Linked DNA regions of Cricetulus griseus: region 1 is linked to region 2. The links are chromatin contacts, called in public Micro-C maps. All regions are on one chromosome and are shown on one strand. The core of a region is the stretch at or near the end of the contact, and the rest is flanking DNA. Distances in the headings are between cores, read along the strand shown. Region 1 overlaps Nrp2 (neuropilin-2). Region 2 holds the start of Nrp2 (neuropilin-2).

Region 1 (5,669 bases), core at 296-2,795, 76 kb before region 2:
CCCTTCAGAAAGGTCCTCCGCAGGCCACACTGGCAATGTATTATCCAGGCCACAACCCAACTGTCAGAAACATCTTAAACTTAGTTTTACACTTCCTGCTGTCCTGTGGCCCTGTTTCCTCCATTCATCCCTTCATCCCTGATGGAATGAGCCAGTTTCTGTCCTCTGACTTTGCACCATCTTTATTCATAAGATATTAAAAAGCCCAGGGGCCTGAGGAGATGGTAAGTAAATAAGGCGTTTGTCTCACAAATTTGATGACCCAAGTTCAGGTCCCCAGAACTGAGGTAAAATCACGACTCAGTAAACCTACCTATTATGTATCCCTACATGGTGATGGGTGGGAGATGCAGGAGAAACAATGGAAGCTCTGGGCTAGCCTTATGTACAGTAGTGAACAAACACAGACTGCCCCAAACAAGATGCAAGGTAAGGACTGACATCAGAGGCTGTGCACTGTGGTACATATACACGCAAACACTCGTGGGGCGGGAAAGGGAAGAAGAGAGGTAGGGAAGGAAAGATGAGAGAGAGAGAGAGAGAGAGAGAGAGAGAGAGAGAGAGAGAGAGAGAGAAAATATGAATTTAAGCCTTTATTTTGTGCTTTCCCAGGAAACACAACCCTAGTCCTTTTAAATGTCCCCTTTCTGGGTCTTTGTGGACCTCTATTGACCCCCTCTTTGGAGCTAAGTGCTTTGTCTCTGGTAAGTCCTCACATTCATACAAGATATTGAGATTGAATGCCTTCTGAAAGTGAAGATGGCTCTGAAATATCCCACCTACAGCCAACCACTGCTAGATACTAAGAAAGTTCACAGCGGCTGCCAGTTACCTAATAGAAAGAAAGGCTGGCATGGTATGGGGACAGTGTTGCCTTATGAATTTCCTGTCTGCTGGAAGTTGTCTTCTTGTTCTGTGTTTGATGGCTAGGATACTGGCAATAGATAGCATCCAACAAAAAAGACAATGGAAAGGAAAACACACTCAGTTGCCAAAAGAGAATGAAGAAATAATGTCCCCAAGATGCAATTCCATCCTCCTGGACCTGACATATTTGGGAGGCATTTTGCTGCCCCCTTGACTCAAAATGCCTGTTGTTGCCAAGATGCAAACAACCACATGGGAATGAACAACACAAGTTCAAAAGGGCAGAGAGGAAGTGCAGAGGTCAGGGCTGTTCAGGCATTTCACCTGATGCTGTCTCAAGAAGGGTCTCTTGATATTTCACCTGGCGATTTATGATCCCATCTGGCTTCAGCTGCTTAAGTGTCCTATGGACACGTGACTGAGGTTGGTCCAATCGAAATGAATTCAATTGTGTCTACTCCCCTTTAACCAACCCTAAAATAAATCACCAGCTTGATCCTCCTGGCTATTGCAAAGCCAAGCGCGCCATCTGTCCCTCACACACATCTCCTGGCTAGCATCTTGCCCTCCTACTAGAACAACCATCTGAAAGAATATTTAGCGAAGCAGGATATGGAGCCTCTTAGTATAGGTCATACTTAAAACATGAGTCAGCCCCTCAGCTGGCCTCCCAAGGTCAGTCTGTCTCTGCTAAGGTCCTCAAATTAACAACCAGTTAAGGGAAACATTGACTTTGGATACACTCAGCAGGATGTTTTCGAGGTTTAAGATAGGACATTCGGAGGGCATTTGAGTTTTCAGCCTGACCAGTCCTAGCAGGCAGAGATGTTTTTTGGATGTGTCAGCTTCTACCTAAAGTTCTGCCATCTCATTCTGACACTTCGTTATCAACTCGGTCCCTCGTGATTTTCAGAAAGAAGGGGACAGCAGTTTCGCTCTCTTGTCATCTTTTCCACAAAGGGATGTTTTCTTCCCATCTTACAAGAAGTCTCTATTCTTTCCTTTTTGAGTTGAAAGTATCCCTTGACTATTGCTTGTTTTTAGCTCAGCTCTCCCTATCCTTTAATAATCTATCATGGTTCAAAGCCCCAGTTTTCTGTCCTTACATTTGCAAGGGCTACGCCCCAGCCAAACCAACAGCAGCCCCCTCTGAAGGTGATTCAATCAGCAGGCAATGGCTCTCAACTTGTGGGTCCCGACCCCTTTAGGGAGGTCAAATGATCCTTTTACAGGGGTAACAAATCAGATATTTACATTACAAATGACATTACATAGCAAAATGACAGTTATGAAGTGGCAATGAAAACAGTTTTATGATGGGCGAGGGGAGAGTTGCCACAACATGAGAAACTGTACCAAAGGGTCACAGCCTTAGGAAGGTTGAGGCCATTGGAGTGTCTGAATTGCAAGCCGCCACCTACTCTTTGGAGCTCAGAGAGAGATTTTTAAATTCAGAGTCATGGCTAGCTTACTGTCAAAAACCAAGCCCATCGTGAACTCCTCCATCAATTATTTCCTTTGATTTCTCTATGAACCTGGACTGGCCATACTCAGACACAGTTCCCTTTATCTTCTCCCTTGCACACAAAGTGTATCAGGGCTCTGGTCACCGGCTCTGCTGGGGTTCATCAGCAACCAGGTCTGCATCAAAACAACCCCAGTGAGAAATTAACAGGGTCTACTACTTCCATTCGAAGGGACAGACAACATGTGTAAAACCTGAATGTTTAGATTCTTGGCTTACTCCCACTTAGTTTTTTCTTTGAACCTGGGTAAAGGCACTGTTGTTTCAATCCCTTCTATTAGCTGGGCAAAGCTCCCTTCACAGGTGTCCTAGTACAAATAGGCTTTGCCTGTTTTCTTTAGATGTTTTCATGGCTTTTAGTCACTGAAATAAAGTAACATTGTAATCACACTCCACAAGGTCAATCAATGTTTCAGACAGTACACATATTCCAGAATGAAAGAGCACACGTTCCAGATCTCACTTGCATCACCATCAGGAGGCTGCCAGGGCAGGTTCCTGTTAATCTCTGGTCTTATCTCCTCCTCCTCCTCCTCCTCCTCCTCCTCCTCCTCCTCCTCTCCTCCTCCTCCTCCTCCTCCTCCTTCTCCCCCCCTCTCCCCCTTCCCTGCAGTGGTGCTAGGGATTCAACCTAGGCACTGCCAGAAGCTAAGGAAGCACTCTGCCACTAAGCTACAACCTTAGCTCTCCTTTTCCTTTCCTTTTAAAATGGGGTCTTGTTAAGCCACCCAAATTGGTTTTGAAAGTTTAAGGAAGACCTTAAACTTTCCGGTCCTCTTGCCCCAGTCTCTCAACCAGCTGAGATTACCTGCCAACACCACCAGGCCCAGGTCTTACCACATTCTTGACAATAATAATGATCATAACAATAACAACTATCAATACTATTGGTATGAATATTTACGTAGGATACTATTTCTGTGTGGCCTCCAAATAGTCCTTAATGTATGTTCCTTGGTTATTTTCCTGTGGTTGCTGAGGGAGACAGGGTGGCATACATAGGAAAATCAAAATAGCAGCCACCATACACTTCCAGAATGGGCTCAGGCAAATCCACCTCCCTACTTCCTTGCTCCTTGGTGTTCACTGAACCAAGTAATGGAAGTGTCATCAAGGATTGGGAGCTTGTTCTCCTGCTGGTGTCCATAGGTGCCAAAACAGTATTGTCTAATACAGTACTGAGATGCTGGGGTGTTCCATGTATGGACACTGTAGTCCCTGCATGTGTGAAATAGGACTGGTGCCGAAGCAGAACTGAAGAATCAGCTCATTAAAATTACGATAGAAATAGCCACAAACAGTTGAGGGCTCCTTAGCCAACACTGGAGAGCTGGGTACCAGGCCCACCCTATCGTCTCAAGGAGTGCTTGTGTCCTTCCTTATAGACCCAACTCTCATCATTCTCAGAATTCTCTTCATGATCAAAGCATCAGAACATGTGTGTAGAAAATATGCCTGTTCTACTGATAGCACACTTTGTAGCTTCAGAGGGAAGGCAGAGTGGCTTGTCAGAGAGTGTAGGACAGGCTCCTCTGCTGCCACCAGGGGTCACTGAGTTCGGAACACAGCAGCCCCCTCCCCCCAAGGGGGAGTTGGTATGAACACACTCTAGGCAGCTCAGCCAGCCCCAAGAGCTAAAAAAAGAAATTCTGAGTGGCTTGAAAGACGATGTTGAAAAACAAAAACAGTGGAATGAAACCAGTGGGTGTCTTGTCAGCCTAGAGCAACCATTACCAACTAACCAGAGAAACAGAACTATTTGCTGACTTAAAAGGGAGCAGAAAAGGGAAAGAGCACGAGAAAACAACTCAATCAGAAAATATCTAAGCAATGTAAGTAGTTTCCATGGACACTTGTGATCAACTCATCCGTGTTGTGCTTCACCATGGCCATCTCACCCCACCCCCTCTTCCCTTCATCCTTAGCCTTAGAATTAGATGCCTTCTTTCCAAAATGACTTCTGTTTACATACTTACAAAGGGGATAAAGCATGTTGCACAATTCCAGAGAACAATGGGTCTGGTCTCTGTGAAGAGCAAAGTAGGGTGACACAGTGGCTTTCAGGTTTGGGGCCAGGTGCCAGCCATTCTGCACCCATTAGCATTGTCCCCACCCTGAGTCCAGCATAGCTGTTTCCTTTCTCCCAACTGCTTCCCTCAGGGCCCCATTTTTTAAGAACAAGAAGGGACCACCCCAAATAGAAAGTGTGTCTATCTTCTGCTTACAGTGTGATTTGGAGTTTTGTAAGCAGGACAGTGGGAAGTGGAGAAGACTTTGTTTTTTTGTTTTTTTATTTATTTTATGTGCATTGGTGTGAGGGTGTCAGATCTCCTGGAAATCAAGTTACAGACAGTTGTGAGCTGCCATGTGGGTGCTGGGAACTGAACAGGGGTCCTCTGGAAGAGCAGCCAGTGCTCTTAACCATTGAGCCATCTTTCTAGCCCTAAGACTTTTTTTTCTTTTCTTTTTTTTAATCGCAGAGGGCAACATTGTGACTTTGTTTCCTGGAGTCTGGTCACAAATGTGGCTTTCCTAAACTTCAGTGATTCCCCTGGAGAAGCAGAATAATCATTTTCCTTCTCAACATTAGACCTTATGGCCCTAATTTTCTTTCTGTTCCCCCATCTATTTAGCCAAAAGTTGGGATTATGCCCACTTCCTTAGCCTGCTCTGAAAAGCCCTCCCAAACTGCAGAGTGTAATGAATGAATCACCTGAAATGAAGACAAAGACTACAATTTCCAACCACTAGCAAGGGTCAAGGGACTAGGCATTCAGGTAAGGGTGGGGTCTGAACAAAGTGGGTAGAAGTAGGTGTAGGACAACAGGCTATGGCAGAGGGGAGGTGACATATGCTCTACCAGAACTGCCACTTGCTCACTGGTGGCCTTGTAGCCCAGGTAGGGCTAGCCTCAGACACCCTCAGAGGAAATCTTTTTGGAAGCATAGAAAGGGCAGGCCCAAGGATTAGAAAGGACTGAAAGTTGGCCCTGGAAAAGAAATGATAAATTGTGAGCTGGGTGTTGGTGGCTCACACATTTAATCCCAGCCCTCAGAGGCAGAGACAGACAGATCTCTGTGAGTTTGAGGCCAACCTAATCTACAGAGAGAGTTCCATGACAGGCTCCAAAGCTACAGAGAAACGCTATCTTGAAAACACACACACACACACACACACACACACACCACCACCACCAATAATAATAATAATCTTGAAAACACACACACACACACACACACACACACACACACACACACCACCACCACCAATAATAATA
Region 2 (5,244 bases), core at 1,229-3,728:
CTCCACGCAGCTCAGGGCCAGATGTGCGAACATCTGGGATAGGCGATGGTCCCCGAGTCTTCCCAATCCCTTTCGCTCCGCACATCACAGGGAGCCTGAAGTTGTATGTGTGGTGTGTGTGCCAGTGTGCTCGCACTCGCACACCCGGGCCTACCGGAGTCCGCTCTTGAATACATAATATACCATGGGCATTCTCAAGGAGCGCGCCAGTGCGCGCGCGCGTGCTATATATATATATATATATATATATATATATATATATGTATTCATACATAGCAAACCACACACATACATAATTTACGCAGCATTCAGGTCCGTGGGAGGTAATTTAATTTCAATTCAAGCTGGGAATTCAGAATTAAGGCAAGACCCAATGCGAGGCCCAGAAAATTTCCCCAGGACAGACCTGCACCCATCCCTTAGCTCATGCTTGCAAAGCTGCCTGTAGGATCAGTTACCGCAGAGGAGCAGTAAAGGCTTGGACTTGAGTCTCAAAGGCACCCCCCAAAAAAACCCCCCAAAATAGCAAAAAATAAAACCCATATGTAAGTGGCTGTAGGTGTGTGTTTGGGAAGGGACAAGAAGCTTGGCAGGCACTAAGCTTTCTCCTTAGGACTGGCTAAGCACAGTGCGAGGATGCCAGGGTGGCTGTTGGGAGTGAGTCCCTTCACTGCGGCTGCCTGTCACCTCCCAAGCGTCTCGAGATAAAAGCACTTCTCCGAGTTTTTGTCTTTACCTTCCTTCCTTCTTCCCCTCACCATTTCCTTGGTAGATGGAATCCCGTCCATAATCACCTGTAGCAGCAACTGCTAAGAGTTTTGTGAGGCTCCAGATACTGTCTTAGAGCGGAGAAAAGCAACCCTGGAGCAATCCTAGGGAGGAAGAACCGCATTCCCTGAGACCAGAGACCTGTTTTCAGAGAGATATCCCTTGCCGCACTCCACAAAAGCTGGCCCTGGACTATCCTAGGCCCCACTGTGCTTATCTTTGCAGCCTGTGTCCACACACCCTTTTTGACAGTGCTCAAGAGAACAAATTCCACTCAAAAGTTTCTAACCACTTCACAAGACAGAGAGACCTTGTGGGGCATGCAGTTTCTTTTATCTTTCAGGAATTTTTTTAAAGAACAAGATTTGTTTTCCCAGAGAACACATGGATTCAGGAGAGAGTGGGGACCAGCAATTGCCCACGGGAAAGCCCCATCTTAGCCCCAAGCTAACTTGCTCCCCTAGCTTCAGTCCTCGGATTCTGAGATGTACCCACCCATTCTGCAAACAATCCACACACACATTTGAAAACCAAAGCTAGACTCCTTCCTTTCCCCACAAGCCCTTCAGCTAACATTGCTCAATGTAGCTAAGTGGAGGGAATGCAAGTGATTTATATTTCACTGGCTAGGTTGAAGAAACTCAAGGGAGATGTGTTCTGCTTCAAGACAGGAAAAAAAAAATCCCCAAAACTGTAATGCAAAGGCTTTGTAGTATTTTTAAACCTTTGATTCAGTCCATATGTGACATCTGAACACCGCCAAATTCTGTTACAAAACACACACACACACACACACACACACACACACACACACACACACACACACTCCCAGCAAGAGAGAAAAGTTGGGTTTAGCACAGGAGCCCTGGTGGTGTAAAGAGGGTCGGCTCTCTCTCCCTTTAAATTATTGAGTATTGAGGGAGCCTCCTCCTGATCGGTTTTGCGTGGCCTCTCTGCATTAGCAGTCGCCTTTAAAGGGGGAACCATGTAAAAATAATAGAAAAACTTTGAGGGGCTTACCTGGTTGGCTTCTCACTTTGTGTCCTGAAAAGTACAGAGCTAAGAAAACCCAGGTAAGAGGGAACATATCCATTTTTGAAAGAGGCTTTCTCCAGGGCTAGGTTTGTGGAATCTCGTATAATTATGTCTTTGTGTTTTTCCTCTCTCTAATTTTCTTCCTTGTAGTGTCTTCTGCAAAGGTCTCTAATGATCAGCGTTTCCCTCCTGGGTCCCGGTGGCCCGTCTTCACCTTTAATTCTTGCTGGAATCCCCACCTCACTAGGAGATAGCTCCTGACATCAGCCAAGAGGGAGCAAGCAGGGGAAAGCGGGGACCGGTTTCTTCTTCAAACCCAAATGCGTGTATGTTCTCTCCAGTTCCTCAAAGTGTCATTTCCTTTATCCTACAACATCACGAGGGTTTCCCGAAAGCCAAGCGTAAAATAATAGTAGTAATAATAAAACTGAAAGCCAAGACTTGCCCTGGGCATTACACGACCCCTAGGCAGCCGTGTGATCTCAGAGGCGCAAACTGACACAGGTTCCCCCGGCACCCGGGACACACACGCGAGCAGAGACACCGACCGCTGGACAGGCGGAGTGGGAGGCAGTCAGCCTCCCGGCTCTTGTCCTCGCCGGGTTCCCTTAGCAGGAGCCTCCCCCGGCGGCTACACCCGCTTGGCCAGTCTCTGGAGGGGAGTGCGAGGCAGGAAGCGGCGACGGCCGGTGCTGCTGGTGCTGCTGCGGGTGCGGCGGTGGCTGGGATCGCCCGCGAGTGTGCGAGCGGCTCTCCGAGTTCGCTGGCGCCCGCCCTCACCTCCACCTCGCCCAGCGGCCGGCCGAGTGTCTGCGCTTCTGAGGATGTGCCGGGGGCGGGCTGCGGGCTGATGCCTCGCTCGCCTCCTCTGCCTCCCCTCCGACTCCCCCCTCGCCTTTTCAGGCCGAGCAGCATGTGGATGTCAGAGCCGCGGCAGAGCGATCCGATTACGCGCCGGCTCAGGGCCCGCCCCTTCTGTGTTCCTGATTAAAGAGGCAGCGGCGGAGACGCGCGGCGCAGAGCCCAGGGCCGCGGCACCCGGCTCGGGCGGGGCGGTGGTGGCTCACAACCCCGCGGCCGTGCGATCAAAGTTAAGGTACCTGGCACCTCGCCGCCCCCTCTCAGCCCACACCTCCCTCCTTGCCCTGCGCACCTGGGTGCGGGGCTGCGGGTGTGTCACAACCCGAGGAAGGAGAACCTTCCCTTCAGGGCGCGCTGTCTCTGCCGAGAGGGAAACTCTAGAGAGCCCGGGAAATGCTTGTTCCCCCCAAAATGAGACTGATGCCACACATGCAGAATCCAACACAATGCCACCTGCAATGGCGTTGCAGGAGGAGTTTGGGTGGCTGACTGTGTTTGGGGTAGAGAGCTCAACCATGTGTTTCTAGAGGCAGCAGTGTGTGGCGGCGACACACACTGTCAGCCCTAGCTGAAGCAAACCCCCAATACTCCTTGTGTTTACTACTCAGATCCTTTGTTGTGTCCCATACAGACTCCTCTGCTATCTGGGTAAGGATTTGTTGCCCCCACTCCCCCACCCCGCCCATAACTCTCAGTTTTCTTAAGACGAGGAACGATTTTATTCAATGAAAAATTTCTCGAGGCAATGAAATTGTTCCCCCGGCCACCCAACACATCTTCAAGCTTCCGCACATAATACAGGTACATGAAGGCCTCTTGGAATGCTACTGTAACTACTGCTCATGTTTCCCCAAGGAAATGTGGCCGCAGTGTTGACAGAAAGAAAATAGCACTATGTTAACTATTTTTAAGTGGAGGCATGGAAAGTGTCTAAAGGCGCTTAGAAGCTAACTTTTAAGCGAACAGTTGGGGAAACATTTGCATCTTTGTTTCTGAGTGCAGCTTGGTGAGCCCCAACTGTTATGTTCACCAGGTATCATTGCTTTACCAGGATAAAGATTCAGTAGAACACGCCTGGCTAACGTTGCAATCCCTTTCCTAGCAACCTGCAGATTAAGAGATATAAAGTCTGGGCTACAAGGAACACACACATCTGACTATGCCATTTTCTTCTTGGCTTGTACTTGAGGATTCTTCTGGATTGTTTCTTTCCTTATCAGGACTTGCCATTAGCTTTGTTTATCACATTCAGTGTTTGAAAAAAATCTGTAACTCTCACTTAACTGTTATTTACACGGAGATAAACCCAAACAAAATTGAATCAGAAGTGATTTGCAATGCTATAGAGAAATTTTTACAGTGGAAGTCCACAGTCTGAGTGTCACATGGTTAGTCTTAGATGCCTGACTGCAAAGGTGTCAGAGGCCTTTGAGTTCTGCCAGAGAGCATCACACACACACACACACACACACACACACACACACACCACCACCACCACCACCACCATTATCATCATCATCATCATCAAACACACATAAGGGGTACTTTTGATTCCCTTCATTCTCCCTTTCCCTTCCCTGTTTGCTTTTTCTAGGCTCAAGAGAAAATCCGTATCACTAAAAGCTCCAGATTTACATTTTCCTGGTTTAAAGTCCAATTGTAAAGAACAACTCCCAGTCCCAAATATTTGATGAAGGAAGTGGGAAGCCTGGATTTTGGACCTCAAGCAGAGATTCCAGTTTGTGTTGCTGCCAAAATACTAATCTAAGGGCAAATAACACTATCTGCACTCACGGAGCCTGCAAGGAAAGAGTTCCTAGTGTCACCACCCCTACGGCTCTCCAGGCATACCAAACCATTCCAGTGCGGACTAGACCTCATACAGTTGGTTTCTGAGAACACTACAAATAGGGTTTAGGTAAAGGGCACGGACAAGACAGGAGAAAGAAAGAAAGAAAACCAAAGCACATTAGGAAACTGTAAGGATGACAGCTCTAGACTGCTGGCCTTGGGGCCTCAGGCTTGAGGACCCCCATCTGGCTGCTTCCAGGCTTCTCTACGCTTCTGGGAGAAGTCAGAGTTAAGTTTCAGGGCTCTGTTCTTGGATCCAGTTTCCAGCATTATGGATCTTCGTTTATTTCAGACATGTCCTAAAGGGGGCGATAACTTGCTTCCTGGGAGCCTCTGTGCCTCTGCATGTAAGACTTCAATGCAGTCCACTGGAGTGAAGGCCTCATTTTCTGCAGATGGCCTGCGGGCATGGGGTTGGTTCCTAGCCTTGGGGACTCCAAGTGGCCATGTCTTTTCCAGTCCTCTAGGGGGCAGCACTCAATAAATAATGCCCAAGCCACCACACATGGTGGTGAGCTCCTGCCTGTCTTCTCAAAGGGCTTCATTCAGCAGGGCAGGGAAAATTCAGCATCAGGCTATTCTCCTCCACCCCACTCTGAATATCTCATTGGCCTCTGGAAGGAAGGCTTAGAATCACTTTCACCCAGGACTTCGAAGGATTCTAAAGCAGAACTCAAAGTCCTGTGTGTGGCACATGGAAAAGGTCGTTGGGAAAGTTCCCAGGCTTTG

The links. Hi-C and Micro-C count contacts between places; a contact is called where the count stands out from the background.
Region 1: a contact with region 2 is called in a Micro-C map of the CHO-K1 cell line, with 4 times the contacts expected there. The contact joins the enhancer-like site here to the promoter of Nrp2 in region 2. A contact is called at or near these places in 2 of 8 Hi-C or Micro-C datasets (both in the CHO-K1 cell line).

The regions. Positions count from the first base shown.
Region 1 is chr2:416,883,212-416,888,880 of CriGri-PICRH-1.0, reverse strand. All of the region lies in intron 12 of Nrp2 (neuropilin-2), which reads right to left. Among named protein-coding and RNA genes, the nearest start is that of Nrp2, 75 kb to the right of the region's middle. Within about 2 kb of position 1,545, at least 2 of the 6 cell types and tissues checked have open chromatin away from gene starts, as enhancers often do. A contact at or near this core is called in the CHO-K1 cell line, where this site is marked.
Region 2 is chr2:416,808,164-416,813,407 of CriGri-PICRH-1.0, reverse strand. It overlaps Nrp2 (neuropilin-2), which reads right to left and starts at 2,478. Exons shown (of 16, transcript XM_035440986.1): 1 at 1,789-2,478. The coding sequence starts at 1,861.